Regions from separate parts of the Sus scrofa genome. Here regions 1 and 3 are each linked to region 2. Evidence: chromatin contacts called from public Hi-C and HiChIP or PLAC-seq data. All regions are on one chromosome and are shown on one strand. The core of a region is the stretch at or near the end of the contact, and the rest is flanking DNA. Distances in the headings are between cores, read along the strand shown.

Evidence for each region. Hi-C and Micro-C count contacts between places; a contact is called where the count stands out from the background. HiChIP or PLAC-seq counts read pairs in DNA pulled down with a chosen protein or histone mark.
Region 1: a contact with region 2 is called in a Hi-C map of skeletal muscle, with 7 times the contacts expected there. The contact joins the promoter of HUWE1 here to the promoter of SMC1A in region 2. A contact is called at or near these places in 2 of 47 Hi-C or Micro-C datasets (heart right ventricle and skeletal muscle).
Region 3: an H3K27ac HiChIP or PLAC-seq map of alveolar macrophages shows a contact between it and region 2. The contact joins the promoter of KDM5C here to the promoter of SMC1A in region 2. A contact is called at or near these places in 1 of 5 promoter capture datasets (liver), 2 of 47 Hi-C or Micro-C datasets (heart right ventricle and liver) and 1 of 2 datasets of contacts at active chromatin or transcription factors (alveolar macrophages).

The regions. Positions count from the first base shown.
Region 1 is chrX:46,442,571-46,445,879 of Sscrofa11.1, reverse strand. HUWE1 (E3 ubiquitin-protein ligase HUWE1) reads left to right here and starts at 1,565. Exons shown (of 85, transcript XM_013986152.2): 1 at 1,565-1,683; 2 at 1,884-1,983.
Region 2 is chrX:46,200,303-46,203,603 of Sscrofa11.1, reverse strand. It overlaps SMC1A (structural maintenance of chromosomes protein 1A), which reads left to right and starts at 1,472. Exons shown (of 23, transcript XM_005673650.3): 1 at 1,472-1,675. The coding sequence starts at 1,567. RIBC1 (RIB43A-like with coiled-coils protein 1) reads right to left here and starts at 1,391. Exons shown (of 7, transcript XM_021080609.1): 1 at 714-1,391.
Region 3 is chrX:46,001,450-46,004,599 of Sscrofa11.1, reverse strand. It overlaps KDM5C (lysine demethylase 5C), which reads left to right and starts at 1,385. Exons shown (of 25, transcript NM_001097433.1): 1 at 1,385-2,056. The coding sequence starts at 1,907.

The DNA.
Region 1 (3,309 bases), core at 316-2,815, 240 kb before region 2:
TGTGAGAGATTGGAATTAAAATCAAAGTCCTTGTTGGACCTACTACATAGCACAGGGAAATCACCCAATACTCTGAGATGGCCTATATGGGAAAAGAATCTAAAAAAGAATGGATACATGTATATGTATAACTGATTCACTTTGTTGTACACCTGAAGTTAATCTAACATTGTAAGTTAACTATACTCCAATAAAATAAAAAAACAAAGTGTGCATTAAATTAAAAGGTTTTTTGAAAACTATAATAGCGATATTGGTGAAGGTATAGGAATATCTGAATACACTGGAATTCTAATATATTTCTGGTGGGACTGTTTATTGTTAACTGTTCTAGAGAGCCTATTCTATGTTTGGGGGGAGTGACCTTTTGACCCTAGCTACTTTATTTCTACAAATTTCTCCTTGAGAAGTCTCAGAAATATGCAAATATTTAGTTACATCAAATTTCATGTATTTCTTATAATTAAAAAAGACCTGGAGTTCTCTTGTGGCACAGGGGGTTAAGGATGTGGCATTGTCACTGCAGCAGCTTTGGGTTGTTGCTGTGGGGTGGGTTTGATCCCTGGTCCAGGAATTCCTACATGCCACCAGCTGCTTGGCAAAAAAAAAAAAAAAAACCAAAAAACCTGGCATTGAGGATTGCTTAAATAAATAATTAACATTATAATAGAATAACATTCACCCATTAAAAATAGCTTGTAAGAATATTTAATGGTCCGAGCTATCTCAAAGGGGCCTCCATAAAGCTGAGATTATACACAAAATTTTGTGTAAATATATTTGGCAGGCAGTAGATCCATTCATCAGATTCTCAATTTGGTGCATGAACCACTGCTCTGAAAGTGTTGGAATTAGAACCGGAGGGTACAATTAAAATTTTTATTTCCTCTATGTGTCAGTAGTACATCAGATAGTGATTTTGTCTGTATACTTTAAAATACTGAGTTAATACATACTTTTTGTTAAAACTTCAAGCCTTACCAAAGTATCTAGTTTTGACTCAAAGCTCCCTTCCCTTCTCACCCTCCAATTTCATTTTGCACCCCAGATGAAGCATGGTTAATGGGGTAACTCCTAACAGATTTTTATTCCTACGCGTTCACAAATGCAGATCCTCTATAAGCTCTTTGCCAATTGCACTGTCACCCCAAAAAATACCAAGAAGAAAAAGAGAGACTTCTTACTGAGGGTTCAGTACGTGCCTGAAGTAAGCGTTGTAAGGGTTTGCCCCTGTAAACTCACTGTGGTAGGCGCCCCCGACGTCTCCTGCCCTCCACACTGTGTCCCCACTCGCCCTCTTGACCCCCATTCTTCACTAGGCAGCTGGAGATTAATTTTTAAATGTAAATCAAATCAAATCATATCACCCTTCAGCGGTTTCCACCATGCCTCGAATCAAATCCCAATTCCTTAGCGACACTACTATCCTCTTTGGCTGCGTTTACTGAGCCTGGAGTAGCTCAGGCGCGGTCCCCTGCAGGGAACCCGGCTTCACCGCGGAGGGAGCGCCCTCCCAAGTGGCAGAGGCGGGGCTACTCGAGCGGGGGGCGGAGCCTCAGGCCGAGTGTGAGGAGAGCCAGCGGGGGGAGGTTTTCGGCGGAGGGCGAGCGAGGGGAGCAGGTCTAAAGCAGGGCCGCGGACTCGGCACGCTCCTGCGGGCCCCGCGGAGCTACTGCCGCCGAGGTGAGCGTCTTCCTCCGGGCTGAGGGGCGGGCTCTGTTCGCGCGGCCGTCCTCGGCTCCTCGCAGGGGGTTGTTCCCACGGGACCCTGCGCGGAGACGCGGAGGTGGCGGCCTTGGGGAGCCTGCGGGAGAGGCTGGTGAAGGGGCCCGGCGGCCTGCCTCAGCCCTCCCTCAAACCCCGCCTTCTCTCCCCTCCCCCAGGCCTCGGCCGGCGCCAGTGGAAGGCTCGCCGCATCTTCGGGGGCAGCCCGGGCAGCGGCTGGCAGCGCGGCGAGAGAGCGGCGGACAGTGGGGATGCGAGGTACCGGCATTAGTCTTGGCCAAGTGGCCCTAGAGAGGGAGTAAAGGCCGGGCCTTCTGCGTTTCTCTCAGGGGTTAAAGGAAGGCGGCCTCAGAGAAGGGGGAAGGTGAGGGGCTGGCAAGCAGGCTTCGCGGGTAACTACTAGGCGTCGTATATGTATGTTTTGGTATATAAATGGTACTACACACACACGCACACATTCATTTCGGCTAACAGCTTTTTAAAAACTTAATACGTCTTGTAGATTTTCCTATATCAGGGAATCTAAATTTATCTCATTTATAAACAGCTGCATTGTATGATTGTACTACAGTTTATTTAATCATTTCCCCATTGATGTACATTGGCTTGTTTCCCTTTTGGGGGAGGGAGGGGGCTATTACAAGCAATGCTATAATAAATGGGATTGTATATATACATATATATGTATATATATCTATATATCATGCACATGTGTATTTCTGTGGGAGAAATTCTTAGAAGAGTAATCGCTGGGTCAAAGTGTATATGCACTTTGAATTTTGATAGATTTGTCCAAATTGCCTTCCCCAAAGGCTATACTAATTACACTCTTCAATGTTGTGCGAGCGTGCCCATTTTTCCACAGTTGTGCCAACACGAATTATCAATTTTTGTAATTTTGTCTAAAGGGCAAAAATGGTATGTCATTGTTTTCATTTGCATTTACCTGATTACTAGCGAAGTTGAAATTATTTTTTATTTGTCCGATTGCAAAAGTAAACAGGCAAATATCAATAGTCTTCCTATCTATAAGCAATAAGCATTTTGGAAATTTAATACCAAAAAAAAAACCCTATTCTCAATAGCAAGAAAAACGAATAAAAATACCTAGAAGTAAACCCACAAAACTTTATTGAGGAATATAATGAAAGAACGTTTGCATACATGGTGAAGGAATACCATGCTTCTGGATAAGAAGGCTTAATTTTGTAGTGGTGTCCATTTTTCCTATGTTGATTTACACAATTCATGCAATTTCAATAAATATACCAAGTGTTTGGAACTTAATATGATTCTAAAGTTCATCCAGAAAAAAGATGGCAAAGAATAAACGAGAAAATATTTTAAAGATAAGTAAAGATGGGGGTATTTGTACTACCAGCTATTAAAGTGTACTCTAAAGGAACAATATATAAATTAGAATAGACAGAACAATGCATTAGAATAGGAAAGCCCACAAATCGAGCCAGATTGGAATCCTGGATTTATTGGAGAAATATTGTTGGCTAGAGGTGGAAAAACTGCCATATTAAAAGCTTCAAGCACGCATTCCCCCCCCCCCCTTGGAAGCTTGAATTTTCCTTT
Region 2 (3,301 bases), core at 223-2,722:
TATGGAGGATCATGGGCTAGGGGTCTAATCAGAGCTACAGCTGCAGACCTACACCACAGCCACAGCAACCCCAGATCTGAGCCGTGTCTGTGATCTACACCACAGCTCATGGCAACGCCAGATCCTCAACCCACTGAGCGAGGCCAGGGATCAAACCTGCAACCTCATGGTTCCTAGTTGGATTCATTTCTGCTGCCCCACACGGGGGCTGCCCCACATGGGGACTCCCCCCAGGCATCATTTAAAAAATAGTTACAGGAATGGCTATGGCAGCCACCAGACCCTTTCCATGTCTAAGTCTAAGCACCAACCCCAGCCTACTCATCTGTTACCACGATATAAGGTCACACTGAAGGGGAAGATCCCACAGACAGCTTCTTGGACTCATAAAGCCATGGCTTAGTTATTAGCAGGTATAAGGTGATGGGGGGGGGTGAGGGATGGAGAAGAGGGGTAGAAAAGATGGGAAACATAAAGGGGAAGAGGACAGAGGGGGAAAAGAAGAAGGGCAACAGGCAGTTGATGGGGTGGAGGTGGAGAACAGAAGAGGAAGGGAGGGAGCAAGGGATGGGGCAGAGAGGGATAGAGGGGAGGAGATGGGATGGGGGTGAGGCATGGAGAGAGAGAGAGGTGAAGTGGAGAGAAGGGAAGAAGGATAGAGGTGTAGAGCACTGGCTTAGGGACCCTGACTCCCAGGGGTTCACACAAAATACCTTTCTCAGCTAGGAGTCCCAATTTTGAAGCTCTCAGTTTGGGGCTAGGCTCAAGCAGTCAGCAAGTGACTCGGGTCCAAGACTATTCTTGGGCTACAGCGGCAGTCGCTGAACCCTGCTTGGGGAAACGGGAGGGAAGCAGGGGACGGAGCAGTACCTCTGGCCATTTATAGTTTTCCCCAGCCCATAACCCAGTCGCTCCAGAGTACCCTCATATCCATACATTCACCCTCCATCCCCCTTCACACTCTATCCCACCCCACTCCACTTCCAACTCTACTTCATTCTCAGCAAGATCTGAGCTCCTCTAACCCTCTGGCCTCTCCTTCCCCACGTACAGCCCTCCGTTCTCTGGGGCCCTTCCAAATTCCCGACTGGGTTCTTGTCTAAGCCTTCGCGCCTGCCAGACAAAAGCCACAGCCCAGCTCCCACCTTCTTGCCCTGGAGGGCATAACCCTGCTGTGATTTCTGACTCGTCTCTGCTAGCGCTGGCTCCGTTTGCCAGCTTCTCGGGATCCCAAAAGCTGCAGACTCCTCCCAGACACCTCCTCTGCAACTGTGTAGGCAGCGGCGGCGGTTTCTGTTGCCACGTAACAAGAAAGGGGGGGTGGGGCCCAGACGCCTGTCATAATCTCGCGCCCTGGCAAAGGATCAACGAAACCTCTACGTCAGCTTGATGGCCCCGCCCCTGTTTCCCGCCCGCGCCGGAAGCCGAAAATCCTGTTAGGCCTGGCTTTATTCTCGCGAGGTTTGCCCTCCGCCCGGCCTGCACTGCGGTGTTTCCCGCGCGGGCTATCCCAGTTCGCGGGCGTACGGCGCGGCCTTTCCTACCGCTGCCGGCGCCGCCACGGTCATGGGTTTCCTGAAGCTGATTGAGATCGAGAACTTTAAGTCGTACAAGGGTCGACAGATTATCGGACCATTTCAGAGGTTCACCGCCATCATTGGACCCAATGGCTCTGGTGAGATAAGCCCGGCTGCGGCCCTGCGCACGTCCCAGCCTGGACCCCCTATCCGGCAGCAGAGTAGTACAACCCAGCCTGTGCAACCAGAAGTGTTGCGAACCCTAACGGGTTCCTTGCCCTCCTGAGGGGTTTCGACCCGGACCCGCTTTCCCTCCTTGGGTGCTCTGACTCGAACCTCACCCCCAGGTGTCAGTTGCCCGCTCTTTGCGCGGCCCCCGCCCGGGCCGGAGTGGTACGGGCCGAACTCAACGTTACCCCGCCCACTGCCCCCTCCCGCCAAAAGTGGCGCGTCCCGAGCCGGCTGCCAGTCGCTGGCCACGCAGTTCCTCGCCCGACCTGCTGCATCCGGCCTCAGCGTATTGTTTGAACCCTCCGGAAGATTGGGACTGTGGTAGCCCTCCCGTGGCCTCCGGCCCAAACGGTATACTTCTGCTTCAGCCCAGCGCCCCCTCCCGCCTCTCATTGGTACACTTCAATCCCCCCCCCTTTTTAATAATAATAAAAAAACCCTCCTCCAGAGGCGGCACTTTTGAATTTCGGACTCAGCGCTCGCGTCTACGGAGTGCTTTGGGGTCTCTAGCCCCCACCCTCATCTGAGAGGTGGGGATGTCTCGAATTCACCCCTTTCCTACCCCTGAAACCGTCAAAAGTCAGAACTCAATTGCTCGTCAAATTTAGTCAATGCTTATTACTGTTTTATAAAGAGTTATTCTATCAACGTTCTGTGGAAACAGTGGAGACTAGAATAAACCATGCTCTCAGGGAACTTACATTTCAGAGAGGACAGATGATAATAAAGGAGAAAATAAGTTATTTTTCAGCTGTGATAAGTGCTATCCAGGAAATTAGATTGATGTAATTCAGTGACAATATGATAGAATCAGTTGGATAGCTCTTTAGAAAAAGTGGTCATTAATTAACAATGCTGTATTGCATATTTAAGAGTTGCTAAGAGAGATCTTTTTTTTAAAAAAATCACATGAAAAAATTAACTGAGGTTGAGTTCCCGGTATGGCTCAGTGGTTAACGAATCCGACTAGGAGCCATGAGGTTGCCGGTTCGATCCCTGGCCTTACTCAGTGGGTTAAGGATCCGGCGTTGCCGTGAGCTGTGATGTAGGTCGCAGACTCGGCTAGGATCCCGCGTTGTTGTGGTTCTGGCGTAGGCCGATGGCTACGGCTCAGATTAGACCCCTAGCCTGGGAACCTCCATATGCCGCGGGAGCGGCTCAAGAAAAGGCAAAAAAAAAAGACCAAAAAAAAAATTAACTGCAGTAATCGATGTTAATTAAATTTATTGTGGCAACCATTTTGTAATATATACAAATACAGAATCATGTTGTACACCTGAAACTAATACAATGTTGCATGTTAGTTATATCAAATTAAAACTGGGTGGAAAAGTAAAAAAGAAAAGAGAAGGGAAGGAAAGCCAAAAGGAGGGGTAGCCAGATAAGGCCTCTATTTCATATCTAAATTCTCCATCTCTAAATGATACACCATGGATTCCTCCCATCTACTCCCCAGTAGGCTGTCTGTTTGAAGTTCTGCTGTGTTTCTCCACCCTGGAGGTGTTCTAGCTAAATCACTTCCTAGCCCGAGGGGCTTCCCTAACTGCAGTAGC
Region 3 (3,150 bases), core at 136-2,635, 200 kb after region 2:
ACATCATTCGGTTTCAGAAGTTGGGACTTACCAAGGTCACATAACTAAAAATGGCAGAGCTGGTGGGACCCCAGGATGTGAGCTCCTACCAATGTTCCCTGCTCCTTCGGAGAGGATACCCTTACCTCAGTCCTGAGTTGGCAATATGATATATACCTAACTGATTAGGAACAGTTAACTAAATGAAGAAATGACTCTCTCCACCTTCTTCAAACATATTCAAGCTTACAGCAGAAGCTTAAATATACATGGGAAATGTTTGAAAAGAATATATAGTATTTTCAATATATACCAAGGCTGCTCAAAAATATATTCATTTTTCTTTTGTTTACTCAACATTAACTTTCTGCTTGCCATGTCAAGTGCTAAGGATGTATAAGGGCACATATTCCCTGCCTTTAAGGAATTCAGTCAGATGGGGAACACAAAATAAGCACTTAATCAGCATGTACACAAGCACTCTAATATGTGCACAGTAGGTGTTCGAGCTGTACACTGTAGGCCCACAACTGATGAATAACTTGATGACCCTCAAATGCAGTAGATGCCTGATGTATGAGCTAAGTACTGGTTTGATACTCAAAGTAGTTAATAATAAACCTACTCAGAAACCGCTCACAAACATGTACACATAGTAGGTACTCAAATTCATGACAGGAACTGTATACAACAAATAAAACCCCCTTGCCAAATATTTGCTAAGTACACTGTAGGCTCCCAAATGGGCAAACACTAAGTGCTTCCCACGGTGGGCACTGGTAGGTGATAAATATACTGTTGCTAAAATTCGATAGTTAAAATATATATAATACTCTCAGACTATTTTGTAGGGGGATATGTCATAAATACGGACACAATAAAAGCGCATACAGAACAGTTGAAAGTGTTCATTAAAATGCTGACAATGACTCTGGGGTTGAGAAATGGAAGCCCCATCTCTGAGAGCCCCATCTACACGCAAACTCGGACAAAATAAATATTTCCTTCCTCTCTTCGGGACCCAGGATTCTAAAAATCCGCAATCCCTGGGAAGGGAGCAGCCTCCCGGCTTTCTTGTTTCAAAGCCCTAGAGCTATCAGCTCCTAAAGCTGGGAGCTCTGTACATTTTTCCCACCCTGCCGACCGGCAGAAAAGGGCCTCTTGCAATCAGGTGCCCGAAGCCGCCCACTGTGGCTCACACCGGAAAGACCCGGGAGAAGGAGAACATGTTGGGGCGGGGCTCGCTCCAGGGCTGAGGTCATCGAGGAGGTGCCAGTTTGGGTCCACCACCCACCAACGCCAGCTCCTCTTCCGGTTTGCTTTTATAACGCGCATGCGCACCACTGGCCTTTAAACGTGCACCGCCGGTCCATCCGGAAAGAGGATCCGGCAGTTATTTACAACTTTGCTCCTCCGCCGCTGAGGCGGACTATTTTCTTTCAGTCTGGGAGTCACTTTTGAGTTCCCGCTTCCTGATAGGGAACCCACGCCTGCCTATTCAGCTCAGTCCCCAGGAGATAAAGGCTTCCTAGGGCTCGGTCTCACGCAAGATAGACGAGGCTCGGAGGGCCATCCCGCGGAGGGATTCGGTTTGTTGTGGTGAGGGGAGGGGGGAGACGCTGACAAACCAAGATGGCGGCGGCGGCGATGAAGGCCCCGGCGGTTGGGAGGTAACTGTGGTGGCGAAGGCAGCGGTAGTTGGGAGGCAGCGGTACAGTTTGGAAGGAACGGAGCAAGACGAAGAGGCAATAGCCGTAGCGTCAGCCTGAGCCTCTGAGAGCGTGGCAGCTACACGCCCCCTGGGCCCTCGGCGGGCGGCGGCCGCCCCGCTTAGGGCCTAGTCTCCGAGCAGTGCCTCGGCTTCATACAGCGGTGTCCGCCATGAGCCCTTAAGGGCGGTCCGAGCCTTCCAGTCCTAAGACCCACCATGGAGCCGGGGTCAGACGACTTCCTACCGCCGCCGGAGTGCCCAGTGTTCGAGCCTAGCTGGGCGGAGTTCCGAGACCCTCTCGGCTACATCGCGAAAATCAGGCCCATCGCCGAGAAGTCGGGCATTTGCAAGATCCGCCCACCCGCGGTAAGGCCCTGGGCTGGTGGTTGCGGGCGGACAGGCCGGGGATGAAGAACTAGGATAGCGGGCGGAGAAGTTTTGGGGCGGAGGGCAGCTTGAAGTGTGAGGAGATAGGGTGGCCGGGACCGTTGTGGATGCGACGCAGGTGGGAGAAAGGGTACTGGGGCCAGGGGTCCTTTCGTGAGCTGAGGGCCCCTAGTCAGAGACCCACACCCCCACTCCCACCTCGCCCTTCAGAATCAGTGAGATTCAAGACAGGGATGCTTAGTGGCCCGGGGAGAGTTCACGGAGAGGCTCCCCGCACATCTCTTGGTTATCCCAAACTGCCTAGGTCAAGGCTGCACTAAATAAGGCTTTTTTCCTATTTACTGGTATCACTTCTCTTAAGGCAGGCAGCGTGGTGTAGTGGGAAGATCACAGCTCTGAGTTCAAAACTCCATTCTGCGGCTTACCAGCTGTGTGACCTTGGACAAGTAACGTAATCTCTCAGAGCCTGTGAAATAGGTCCCGTGAATGCTTATTTCGAGAATTGGATGAAACTAGGTAGCGTCTGTGTGTAATAGGTACTAGATAAGTGGTAATTATTGTGACTGTGAAGGTGTTTGATGTGGTCATTGGTTTGCTCCTATGTGGGTTGACTCATATTTATTCAAACCGTGCCAGGCCATTTCAGTCTATATATGATAATATTCTGGCCTGGTAGACCAGTCAGGAAATCTGTCTCACAGGGAATATTCTGTCTGGCTCCCTTGAGATGGTTCAGGGAATTGTCCCCTTCTTTTCCCAGTTGAAGGTGCTATCTGGGCCCTTCCTGCACATCACTTCTCTAGGCTTGACTTCTATGGAGAGTCTTGGATCAGTCAGCTTGGGGTGGGGTATGATTTCTACTCGGATCTGTCCCAGGATGTAGGAAGTCCCAGAGGATAAGCTATTCTTGGTCTCCCAGAAACAGAATGGACCTATGGAAGTCTGCCTCCTTTAAAACACTTGATTCCTAGAGGTCAGGAACAGAGGGCATATCTTTGCTCCTAGGCCTGGCTTCAGGCCAGGAGGAGTCCCCCAGGGGCTAGGATAGGCTGCCACCTTGCTAGCATGGAGGG